2 separate regions of the Gossypium arboreum genome follow, and region 2 is linked to region 1. A link is a contact called in public Hi-C data. All regions are on one chromosome and are shown on one strand. Each heading gives the region's core, a stretch centred on a gene start, on an enhancer-like site or on the middle of the called end of the contact. The rest is flanking DNA. Distances are from core to core; before and after follow the strand shown. Region 1 holds the start of LOC108467244 (glucan endo-1,3-beta-glucosidase 3-like). Region 2 holds the start of LOC108462013.

Region 1 (6,368 bases), core at 2,501-5,000:
ACTCGACCCCAATAGGAGAAACAAAATTGGGTTTGCTGCAAGTATTCCAACAGAGATGGAATCGAATTTTCAGAAACGATTGAATGTTGTTAAAACCAAAGGGTAAAGTACAAACAAGTTCTACAAGAAAACAGCAGTCATAAGGAAAGCACTTATTATCACAGAGGTTGTGAACGAACAACTCCTGTAGAAATATGGTGTTGGGCAGCCTAAACTCGTGTCATTCGACGAAGGAGCCAGTGATGTACCGTTAGTGATGGTGCCGTTTTTTCCAAAACTACAGACAAAAACAAAGTCATACGATCATCAGATTTCATTAAAGCCATTGTATGTTCATCATAATATAGCTTGAACTAGAAATTATTAGGAGCATACCTTCCAGGAAATATGCATGAACCGTGACCTGCACCAATCACTAACGTTCGTAAGTCAATATCTTGAAAACACCAAATCATCAGCAGGTAACAATGATTATCAAAATACCAGTGAGTAAACCATAAAATGAAAAACTACAATATCTAATGTCCTATTCTATAAGAACAAATCTCATAGTCACATACTTGGATCAGTTGTACTGATGGTAGCCACCCCCTTGAAATCACAGGTTCCAGTAGACTTGCCCATCTGTTGGAAGTATGCATTGAAAGCATAAGTTGAGTGGGAAACCACATTATCGGGCTCATAACATGGTTGCCCCTGCAACAAAGGTGAGCAATCAACTTTCCCAGGTCCACAAGCCCAATCAAGAGCTGCTTGTAACATCTTCGGATCAGCACCATCCTTTGCAACACAAAAAGTTTGGTTTGTAGTGTCATTTGCAAAAACAGTACCAGCAGCTGTCAAGTGTAAAATATAAACCGGTGTTCCATTGGCATCAAATAGCCCCCAGTTCTTTTCCGAGAGTGGCGAAGGTCTCAAATCCTCATTGTAAAGCTCATAAATGTAAGTACTAACTGCAATCCCAGGATGTTTAGGAGTCCCAGTGTTGTTAATTACATGCTTGATCAAGTTACTGTTGTATGTATTAGCATTGTCAACCGTAGCATCAGGCTCAGATGAATCACCCTTAGAAGGCCAACCAGACTCGGTGACTACAATCGGAACATTGGTGATGTTTAAGTATGACATTGAAAAATATGCTGCATCAACAATAGCATCAAAGACATTAGTGTAATGCAGAAGTGTGTTAGCATCCACAGCTTCTTTGTTTGGAGGGAGGGGCCGGAAAAGAGCATAGTCCAACGGGATCACGTCATTTGATTGCATATAATCATAATACGGATATACATTGAGCATAAGGTACGACCCAGTAGACTGCAAAAACTTTAGTAATGGAACCATGACAGGATCCCATGAACGATTAAAGAAGGCTTGAGAAGGTGGAAAAGAGTCCAGAATAATTGAAGATGAATGTGGTGTAGAGACTTTGATTTGACTGTCAAGATTTGAAGCAACAAGGGCAGAGTGGATAAGCTTTAAGGCAGAAACTAGGACAGGAGCAGCATTTGGGAGCGCAGTTAGTACTTCGGACCCAACAGCTATTGCTGTGATGTTGGTGGCAGGGACATGGGCTATAACATTGCGAGCCACCCAGTTGGCTGCAGTGGCATTCGACTGACCAATACCAAGGAGCTGCTCATTGGGGACAGAGATAGTCACTTGGATACCTGTGTTGGCAAGTGCAAGGAGCATAGCTCGATCAGCATCATAAAGCCTCACATGCCAGACATTCTGAGCCTTGAGAAGGGCTACCACTTGAGTAGGGCTGGGCATGTCGGAAAGGTCCGTACCAATGTTCACTCCGATAAAGGCCTCTGCATAAAAAGATCCATTGGCCAATGTTAAGACATGATATCCAAGAAAAATGAAAGGTCTTCCATCTTGACAAGAGATTAACAATGTCAATATGTTGATGATATCATTGACTCCATTAACTAGAATATTGCAATTCATTCCTAAAAGAAATATGTTGATGATATCATTAATATGATTATATTCATCAATATATGTTAACTTCCATAGTGCATATTGCTTCAAACAGTCCTTTTAATAATGAATAGCTGCATATCAGCATGAGTTTGACAAATAGCTTTAGGTCAAACATAGCAACGCAACCATAAGGAATTTTATCTTTTATTGCAGAGATCAACCAATGTAGGATTACAGTTCAATATGTGCTTGATCCGGTTATCTCTTTATCACCTTCCACCTTGAGACTTACAAGACAACACAATAATTATAACCAAGTACAGAAGGCATATGTGGCTTAAAGGCGAGTGCTTCTAGAAGGAGAATGCTTCCTCATATTCAAGCAATATCTTAAAGACTTCTGCATGAAGTTCAACATAAGTTACGATATAATCTTTCGGGTCAATCTCATACTTTCCTTCAGCAGTAAGTTTTGACTCAAAGGTTCCCAAGTCATTTTAGGAAAGAAACAGAATAAAAAATGTTGAATTTGGAGCAAAACTTTGAATATTAAATCGAATTAGCTCAAAGGTGGGTAACATATCACACCATATAAGTAACACAATCCTCCTATACTTGTCTATTCCTCGAAACCAACATTAATATGATATATATATTATAAGAGTTTTCTTTTTCATTACAATTCTCCTAACAACTTAAACAAACATACAATAAGACATCAGACATGTCATAGCAACATCCATCATAAAAAATACCAAAGCACATGAACTGAGAACTCATTTTAAAATATTTAAATTATTTCCTATAAGAAACGGTTCAGGGGGGTGATGGAACTCCACATATAACATACGGGACCAACTAGGCAAACATGTTAACTATACACCATTAAGATGACAATACTACCCTCCAATGTACATAAATATTCCTAAGATACCAACACCTTTAACGACTTGGAGATCTTGCATTGAATGAGGTTATTTTGGTCCTCTAAAGTATTATGTCAAATGTAAGGGCAAACTGGGGTAAAGAACCATATGAGCTGGAATGCATTATTAGCTGAGATTCCCATTGAATATAGTGAAAGGAAAGACCAGAAGAAATTCCAACAAAGGGGAAAGACTTTTAAACAGAGGCCCCTGCTTTGACTGCAAAAGGGTAAGACCATTCGCTCTTCCTCACTCTTTAACATTAGAATGTCTAGTTTCTACAGAAAATAAAAACAAAGTTTCATGATAAAATAATTAAAGTAAGATTTTGATTTACAACAACACAATAATTTTTGTTTTTAAAATTCAATAATTCCACTATGAATGAACACAAGGAAACATCAAATGAAGATTATTAGAGTGCTAAACAGAATAAGTAGCACCCTCCCAAGGAAAATACACACTACCCATCACTGAAACAAGGAATTTAAAAGGTTTTTTTCAGCAGAGATAAGCAGAAATATCAGCAAAGACAAAAACACAAATATAGAGAGGGAGGTAAAGCCTAAGGATTGGAAGTAGTAAAGTATAGCTTCAAAGAGACTTACTTTCATCACCATAAACAGCTGAAACAAGCAGAGGCAATAGCAGCAGTAAAATAGCCATTTTGAGTGAAAAGCTTCAATCTTTGAAAACCATACAAAGGTATTAAGTTGGAGCGCAAAAAGAACCGGACAGACGCCAAAAACAAAAGAACCCCAGATTGAAAAAACAGTGGGAAAAAGGAGGAGAAATTTTGGAAGTGGAAATAGAAAACAAGTGGCTAGAGAGGGGCCTTTATGTTTTTGTTTTTGTTTAGTTGTAAGGAAGCAGGGATTTTTGTTAGTTTGTACAGTATTATTTACCCGTCTCGGATCCTTGATAGATAGATCAGAGGTTGTGTCAGAAATCAGACGGTCCAGATTCAAATAATGTGCACCGTTAGCAACTAATGCCCACCACAGGGGAATACATATATTTGACATTTCCTTCTTTAAAGATTATTGCTATGATTTTTGGGTAAGTGTTAATGCAGAGTAGAGTCACAGTCTACGAGGGGAGTACTGTCTCAGTGATGACGTGGTATGTCAGATTGAATTCAACGGTCATATTCCCCACAGGATTTCTATTATTAAGATATAAGAGTAGCGTTATTATTTAAGATTATTTTGGATGAAGGTTGCCTTTATTTATGGTAAATGTAAAAAGAATGACAGAGATGAAATTTAATACTATAGTGATATAGTGATATTATAATGTAAGATAAAAAATTAAATATATCGTATTGAAGATAAAATTTATCTAAAAAATCTTCAATAAAGGTATTTATAGTTAAAAGTGGTATTGATTATGGTAATATATAAATAATGTAATAAAAAATTTCAAGAGTAACTATTATTAAGTTTATACTTTAATCTTTAAACCTCAAAAATTTTAAAGATACTTTATTGAATTATTTGAAATTTTTGTATAAGTCATCGAGTTATTAAGTTTTTTTTCAAAAGTTCCATCGGCTAACTTCAAGTAATGAGTCAATGATCGATACAGTAAAACAGTATCCACCAATGAGTAGCAATACTTTAGATACAAGTTAATCTAATAGTTAGCGTCAGAGATATTAAAAGAACAAATTTGCTCGGATTATGATTTGTAGAACTATAAAGTTTAAAAGCATTTTAAGAAAACAAACTAAACCATACAAGAGGAGGAGAAGAGGAGCTTTCAATTGGTGTAGGCAGTGCGAATGAAGAAGGTCATGTGATAATGATTTTAATAGCTTAGTAACTTAAATAAAAACATCGAAATATTTAATAACTATGTTATAATTTTTTAAAGTTAAATGACTAAAATATAAATTTATTAATAATTCAATTAGCTTAAATGTAGTTTAATTTTTAATTGAGGGAAATTAATACGTTAAACTTAACTTTTATTTAATAAAATTGTAATAAAATATTTACTTGGCGTTTATAAATACCCTTAAAGTGAAACTCATAAATAAATAATAAATGTATGTAAAACCAATTTGGGAAATCTTTTAAAATTATTAATGCACTCTTTACGATCATGATTTTAAAGATATTTTTAATGTATTTTTACTCTATACTCTTAAATATCATTTATTAATATACTCTTTGTATCCTTTAATGTTACTATGTACCTAAATATATTAGATTCGCTTGACTTGACCAATGGCATTTGTGAAGGACATTACCTTTTCTTTTTAGAGTATTAAGTACATTATTTTTAACATTTCAAGAAACTCATTCGCACTTAATATCTTTATTTTATTTGAGATTTAATATAGTTAACATTTTGTTATTAAATAATTAGAAGAATGGGGATTTGAGTATATTTAAGACGGTTTATTATTGAAGTTGAAATGTATTTTTAAAAATGTCGTGAAAAAAATTTTAAAAATAATTTTGAAAATTTTGATAGTGTATGTTAATTTTAAACATGATATTGTAATATAGAAGATTTAATAGGCGAATAAAAAGTAAATGCATTGAAAAGCACTTTTGTCTTTTTATTTGGGTTAAAATTCTAATTTACCATTGACGTTGAAAATATTTTTCAACTCAAATCTTGATTTTAAATAAAAATTTAGATAAACAAAATATTTTCAAACCAAACTTGATTTTAAACTCGGGTTTAAGCCAAGTCTAAACTTAGCTTTTAGAAAGTGCTTTTTAATAAATTTATATTTTATCTCGTTATTAAATCTTTTTCTTTACAATATCATATTTAAAATTGACATTTTATCTTTCCAAAAATACTTATTGACATGATGATAACCCAATTAAATTTTTGAAAAGTACTTTTTCGCAACACTTTTCAACCTCAATGGTAAACTAACTCTTAAGAGCATTTTTCTTTTGATTTAAAAATCAAGAAGAGTTATAAGTAGATGTATGCATTTTATCTATATGTGTGTGTATATATTTATTTTGTTTTTTTTTCCAATATTTCGATTGAAAAGAAAGTAGGGAAATATCAACTTTTTAAAATTATTTGAGGAAATGGTTCAATTTAGCAAACAAAGCCATTATTAAGGTGTGCATAAAAGTTAAAAACATAAGCATAAGTTGTCGTCATCTCCATTTTGAAATCTCACCACCGAACACCATTGTTGTTAAATCTCCAACCTTCGGCCTTGTTTATAAACTTGCGTGGAAGTTCATTTTCAGTCGTTTTTCATGAATTTTATGTTTTTGAAATCGTTGTAACTTAATCTATCTAGTTCAAAGGCTATTTTGTGAAACTTTCAAAATTTTGAAAACTTGCCATTGATGTTCTTGAAGCTTTTTAGATGTTAATGCTTTGGTTTGAAGCTTGATGATGAGTTTGGACTAATTTGTAAAGTGGTTTTGCTTAGTTTTGAGTTTAGGGACTAAATTGTTAAATTGTTAAAAATGGCATGAATTTCTTGTAAAATTCATGACTTGAGAGCTGTTTTTGGATGATCATGAA
Region 2 (6,505 bases), core at 2,694-5,193, 180 kb after region 1:
CTTGATACCCGCATTGCAAATCCTATACTTGTAGGTTTTGCCTGCTTCCATGGTGAAGAGAGGTTCATCGTTACCATCACCTTTAGCAACTTTTCCATTAATGTGGACACCATCACATCTACCAAGGTTGCGACCACTCAAAAGAACTTTCTTGAGGCTGGTGTATCCCTTGTTGAAAAAATCTCCTGCTATTAGAGTATAGTCATCAGCTGGATCAGCATAGGGGACGGGAATGAGTAAACGACTGTTAATACGAAGACCACCGAAACCACCAGCGGCCTTATGCATAGCCGTCACTGGATAATACATGTAGCTGCCGATTTGGTCCTTTACCTGGAATTTATAGGTGTAATTCTTCCCGGGGGGGATAGGACAGTTGGTTCCAAGCACACCATCTTGCCATGGATTTTTCCTATGCTGCACGCCACTCCTGCAACAAATTTCATTTCCATATATAATTAAGCTCAACTCTTTACTAATATAATCAAATGGGACAAAAGTACTCTTGCTTACCATGTCAAAAGGAATGGCTCATCAAGGTTGTTAAACACATTGACTATAACATTATTGTTGGTGGTAGAGTTAATGTTTGGCCCAGGGAATTGCCCATTAATAAGAATACCTTTTACAGGAACACCCAAAGGAGATATAGTGCCATAAGTGACCTTCCACTCGAAAGTAATGGTGGGATCTCCACCTTGAACTGTAAGCATTGATCTTGCCCAGAGAAAAAACATCGTTATTATCATTAATGGAGCCATTTTATTGTTTTCAAAGTCTCCTATGTAATTTTATAAATTAAGATTGTTTATCCCCTCTTAGAGGAAGAAGATTTGTTTGAGATAATTTGAGTTGCATGTTAGCTTACCCTTCTTATACAATCTTTCTTCACCATTCAATTTTTGTCTTCAAATTCTTAAATTGCGCACATCCATTCGTTTCTTTACTTTCTTTTAGTATGTACTATTTTTAACGTTAACCAATTTAGTTTTACTGTGGTTCTCTTTTGTTCTAATAAAATATTTGCACATTCACTATGTTGTTGGCTAACATTTCATAACTAATACCTCTTGATTAAACAAGTTCCAAAATATTTAATCTTTACTATAATCATTTATTTCATTACATGGATGATATAACCATGAAAAAAGCACATAAGAATTTAACATGAAACTAAATCAACATTAGAGCAAAAACATGCATAAACAGTAGATGTAGCCAGTGGAAGATGCATGGCTTCAAAGGGTTCTTCATAAACATCTTTTACTTAGTGCGCCTATGAAAAAAACAATTAAATATAATGTAAACTAGTAAATTAAATTCCAAAATAACTTAAAAGATTAGCATTGAAAGTATTTCCGGTTGATGATAGAGTTACGAATGCTTTGCATTGGTAGTCAACTTATTATGATAAAAAATTTAATAGGAAGCTTTGAATTGAGTTATAAAAGTGGGGATTTATTGTTGATATTGGACTTGTGTTTGTGTTTAGAGTTTAGTTTAAATGATGTGTGAAGGGAGGTCGACAATTTATTTGAAATATCAGCAACTGTGAATTTAAGGGAGATTATCATTAGGGAGAATAATGCTAGTAAGTAAAGGTGAGGAAAACTCGATTTGACTCGAAAAAATTGAAAAAAATTTGAATTTTAAGTTAAACGAATCGAGTTATTCGAGTTAATCGAGTTATTCGAGTCAACTCGAATTTTTTTTTCGTATTTCGATTTCGAATCGAGTTGAGTTTTCGAATTCAAATAACTCGAATAATTCGAATAATTCGAATAATTCGAATATCAAACTATAATATTTTACATTTTTACCCCAAACTCCCAAACCTTTTTACTTTTCCCTCAAAACTTTTACTCCTTTCCACTTTCCCCCCAAAACTTTTACTCTCCTTCCATCCCAACCCCCCAATCTACCCAAAATCCATTTCCCACCAAAATTTTACTCTGCCATTTACTTTTTTTTTTTTAAATTTTACTCCAAAAAACTCTCAAAACTTTTTATTTTCCCCTAAAATTTTTACTCCCTCCCACTTTCCCCCTAAACTTTTTACTTCCTTCCCATCCCACCTCCCATCTACCCCAAATCCATCACCCCAAATTTTTTTAATATTTTCCCTCCAAAATTTTACTCTCCCTCAAACTTCTATTCCTCAAAACTTTTTTTCCCTTAAACTTTTATCTCTCACCCTTTACTCTCAAATAAAAATTAAAATTATTAAAAAATCACTAAACATAAATAGTAATAATTTTATTTATATCTACTATTTATATTATTAAATTAAATTTCACATTTTAGATTATTTATGTTATTAAAATGTTTAATCATATTGAATATTTATATTAAAATTGAATTATTAATTATGCCATTAAATATTCATGTTAAAATTTTATATTGGTATCAATTTTACATTTTATCTTTAAAATAACTTTTATTAAAAATCACATTTTTACATTTAATATATTTTTAATTCCAAAATATATAGTAACAAGAATCAAGATAATTGAAATAACTAAGCAAATAAAGAAGCTAACCCTTATATAAAAGATTAATAAATAAATTATGAGGTGATGAAAGTTAAAGAAAATTTTGATTAAGGTGGACAAATTTTATTACGATAGGTGACGATGGTTGCAAGGAATCAAAATTGTTTTATAAAATTCAACTCGAACAAATATATTCGATTCGATTTGATTCGAATTCCATCTCACTCGACTCGATTCGAGAAAATTTCAAATTAAATTAGGATGATAAAATATGATTCGTCAACTCGATTAACTCGAAATTTTTTCATTCGATTCGATCGAACACTCACCCCTACAAGTAAGATTTTTTTTAACAATTATATACGTTTAAATAGATTTGGGTTTGTTTGCCCGCTCGTAAGTCAATTTTGGATACATATTAAAATTTTTAGAATATTTAAATGATTTACATTTAAATAAGTTTTTTATAATTATTTTGTAAACTTTCTGTGTAATGAAAAATTACATATAAGGATGTAGGATGTTGTCATATATAAGGACATACGACAATATTCTACACTTGCATCCGAATTTCTTTTATTTTATTTGTTGTGCATAGAATAATTATTTTTTATAAAATATTTTTAATAAATAATTTCATATAATCATTCGCAAATTTGCCTATTTTATTGAAATTATTTATTCCAATGGATTTACACTCGTTTAAAGGGTCGGACCAATTATACATTCATTTAATTTCATATTACTTTTATGTCATAATTTTAAACTCTTTCATATCGTACTTTTGTTGAATCTCGAGTAAAGATTTTTATAATTATTAAATTTTAAATCTAAATTTATTTATATAAAACATACAAATATTTACTATTGAATATGATTAAAATTAAATTTGAGCATAAAATCTAGTTTATATAAAAGTAAGATACATGTGTAGCGCTATAGTATTGAATATGGAAATTTAGTATTTGTTTTTGTGAATTTTATGTATATATTACTGTAAAATTATTAATTTTTATAAAAGGTAAGAAGCACGGACAGAACTGTTGTTTGTAGATGTTCCTTTTCTATTTTAAGGTTTCGGAATAGAAGGAAACATTGAAAGTAAAGATGGAAAAAAGTGGGAAGAGAAAAAAAAAAATTGAAAATTTTGTATTTGTTTTGTGATTTTTATTTATTTATTTATAGTACTGTAAATTTATTAATTTAAATTTATAAATATATATTATTTTATATATTCACATGATGCTCAATTTTTTCTATATTTTTAAAAGTAAAATTCTGGTTTTATATAAATTTTGATATATTTCTCTATACATTAATTTATTAATGTACATATATTATTTTATATATTCACATAGTGCTCAAATTTTTTTTGCTATATTTCTGAAAATAAACTGATTGATATTATTAGTGCAAGGCTCAAGACACCAAACGGTTGAAAAGCTACAAAAAGTCACATGAAAAGACACCTAACAGATAAAGGAAAACAGCTAGCAAACAGAAAATTAAATGAACTTCAAGAAACTACCAAACAAAAGAAAGTAGAAAAGCAAACGTCTTGAACCATGCCTCTTTTGAAACAAATATCAGCCAAACCTCTCTCCAAGAAACTGAAAGAAAATCAGAACCAAAAGAAGGAGAGAGCAAATGCTTTGACGCCGGCTTTGGAGATTCAATGAACCTTCTCCAAAATCAAAGAAAAAATGGGGAAAACCTTAGAGACGCTAGAACCAGGCCAACCTATCTGCCATCACAAACTTCTTCACCGATGCAGGCACACCAGTACCCCACCCTCCGCAAAAATGCTTTCTCCGGCCTTCCAGCGCGAGAGTATGAGCCGCTCCGTTCATCGATTTGGGCACAAAAAGGTAAGTTACCTCATCAAAACTCAACCCCATTTTACAAATATGTTGAGTAATCGGCCTAAGGATCGATTTGTTTTTCCCTTCCTTCTTAATACTCTTGATAACTGACAATGAGTCACCTTCCAATTGTAGCCTCCGAAAGCCCCTCTCAGCCGCATAAATAAGTGCTCTTTCACAAGCCCGTGCCTCAGCTACAAATGCATCAGCAACATCCTCGACCAGATAGGTTTCTGCCCCTACGATATCTCCTGTAGAATCTCTGGCTATAACTGCAGTTGTAGCGATTTTGACATCTTTTTGGAAAGATACATCAAAGTTTAACTTGATAACTCCATCATCTGGAGGTCTCCACAGATCCTTCACCATAATTTTAACGGGAGGACGGAGATTCTCTTGGTTTAGGCAGATCTCTAGTTCATACCCTCGAATAAACCCTAAAAATTCTTACATGGAAAATTTGACCCCATTCATGGATTAGCTTATTTCTGCGGTGCCAAATCCCCCAACCTGACAAGGTAATGATTCGTCTCTGTTGCTCATCTGTTGCAGAAAACATTCTAACAAAACGCCTCTTACAGCACAACGAAGCTTCTAGTGGTGGAACCTTTACTTGTAATGAAGCCCAAACACGCTGTAGAGTATCACAAGACCATACCAAATGAGCTGTATCCTCTAGATCTGCCTTACACAGAGGGCAAGCAACATCCACACTCAACTTCCGTCGCGCCAGATTACCAAAATGGGGCAGCAGATCGTTAATCAGCCTCCAGCAATGGATTTTTATTTTTTGTGGAATGTTTAGTGCCCATAAGGCTTTATAGAAATCTTTGTAATTATCATTCATAGAGGAAATATATGTATGGTATTGTAAATGAGCTGTAGATAGGATTTTGTACCCACTCTTAACGGTGTACTCCCCCGATCCTTCGTGCTTCCAAACCATCATATCCTCCGAGCAACTCCCCGAAATCAGAATAGAAAAGATTCGATCTGCTGTTTCATCATCAACTAAAGTTTGCACCAACTCCCTATTCTAGGTATTAGATTCAGTGTCAATAAGCTGGTTAACATTCATCCAATTAGGCCTGATTTGTTGGACTGTAACTCTGTTATTCTCTCTTCCAGGCAGCCAAAGATCGTTCCAGATGTTGATGCGATCACCACTGCCAACCTGCCACAAAATCCCTTCCACAATCAACTCCCGGGCGCTGCAAATACTCCTCCAGGTAAAAGAAGGGTAAGAACCAATTTTCGCAGATAGAATATCCGAAAACGAGAAATAACGTGCTCTTAAAACTCTGGCTAATAGACAACGAGGCTGAGATAATATACGCCAAATCTGTTTTGCCAATAAGGCCTTATTAAACAAAAACAAGTTTTTAAAACCTAACCCACCAGGGCATTTTGGATTGCATGATTTATCCCAACTGCTCCAATGAATGCCCTTTGACGTTTTGCTATAGACCACCAGAATCTATTCATTATGTCTTGGGCCTTCTAAGGTACGACATAACATTTTCGGAAAAAGAAAACATTGCATGGTAAAAAGCGGAGTTGCAAAACAGATTTAAAACCTCCTTAGCCCCCATTGACAGATATCTCAAACTCCACCCTTCAACTCTTTTCTTGAACCTATTAGCAAAATTGGCAAAAGCCCATGTTTTCCTTCTACCCACCATCATAGGCAGTCCAAGGTACTTTTCAAGATTGGTAGTCACTCGTGAACGCCTAACAAATTGATAATCTCTGCTTTTACATTTGAATTTACATTAGCCTCGAAATAGATAAGGGACTTGTCGAAATTCACTCGCTGTCTTGAGACCATCTCATATTCTCGAATGATATCTTGGACCACTCTAGCCCCTCTGAATGATATCTTGGACCACTCTAGCCCCCTCACACGAAGCATCGCCCTAAAGGATGCAATCATATGCAAAAAATAGATGATTAATAGCAAATCTCTCCCTACCAATAGTTGCGCCCATCATCTTGAATCTATCAGCAAAATTGGCAAAAGCCTATGTTTTCCTTCTACCCACCATCATAAGAAGTCCAAGGTACTTCTCAAGATTGGTAGCCACTCATGAACTCCTAACAAATTGATAATCTCTGTTTTCACATTTGAATTACATTAGCCTCGAAATAGAT

What was found. A called contact is a pair of places that touch in the nucleus more often than the background predicts.
Region 2: a Hi-C map of leaf shows a contact between it and region 1, with 2.4 times the contacts expected there. The contact joins the promoter of LOC108462013 here to the promoter of LOC108467244 in region 1. A contact is called at or near these places in 2 of 5 Hi-C or Micro-C datasets (both in leaf).

Annotation. Positions count from the first base shown.
Region 1 is chr2:80,824,843-80,831,210 of ASM2569848v2, forward strand. It overlaps LOC108467244 (glucan endo-1,3-beta-glucosidase 3-like), which reads right to left and starts at 3,751. Exons shown (of 4, transcript XM_017767833.2): 1 at 3,464-3,751; 2 at 561-1,814; 3 at 376-403; 4 at 1-277. The coding sequence starts at 3,521. The coding sequence ends at 121.
Region 2 is chr2:81,003,824-81,010,328 of ASM2569848v2, forward strand. LOC108462013 reads left to right here and starts at 3,944. Exons shown (of 5, transcript XR_008278944.1): 1 at 3,944-4,360; 2 at 4,490-4,872; 3 at 4,936-5,394; 4 at 5,483-5,583. It overlaps LOC108466852 (L-ascorbate oxidase homolog), which reads right to left and starts at 844. Exons shown (of 3, transcript XM_017767212.2): 1 at 514-844; 2 at 1-430. The coding sequence starts at 761.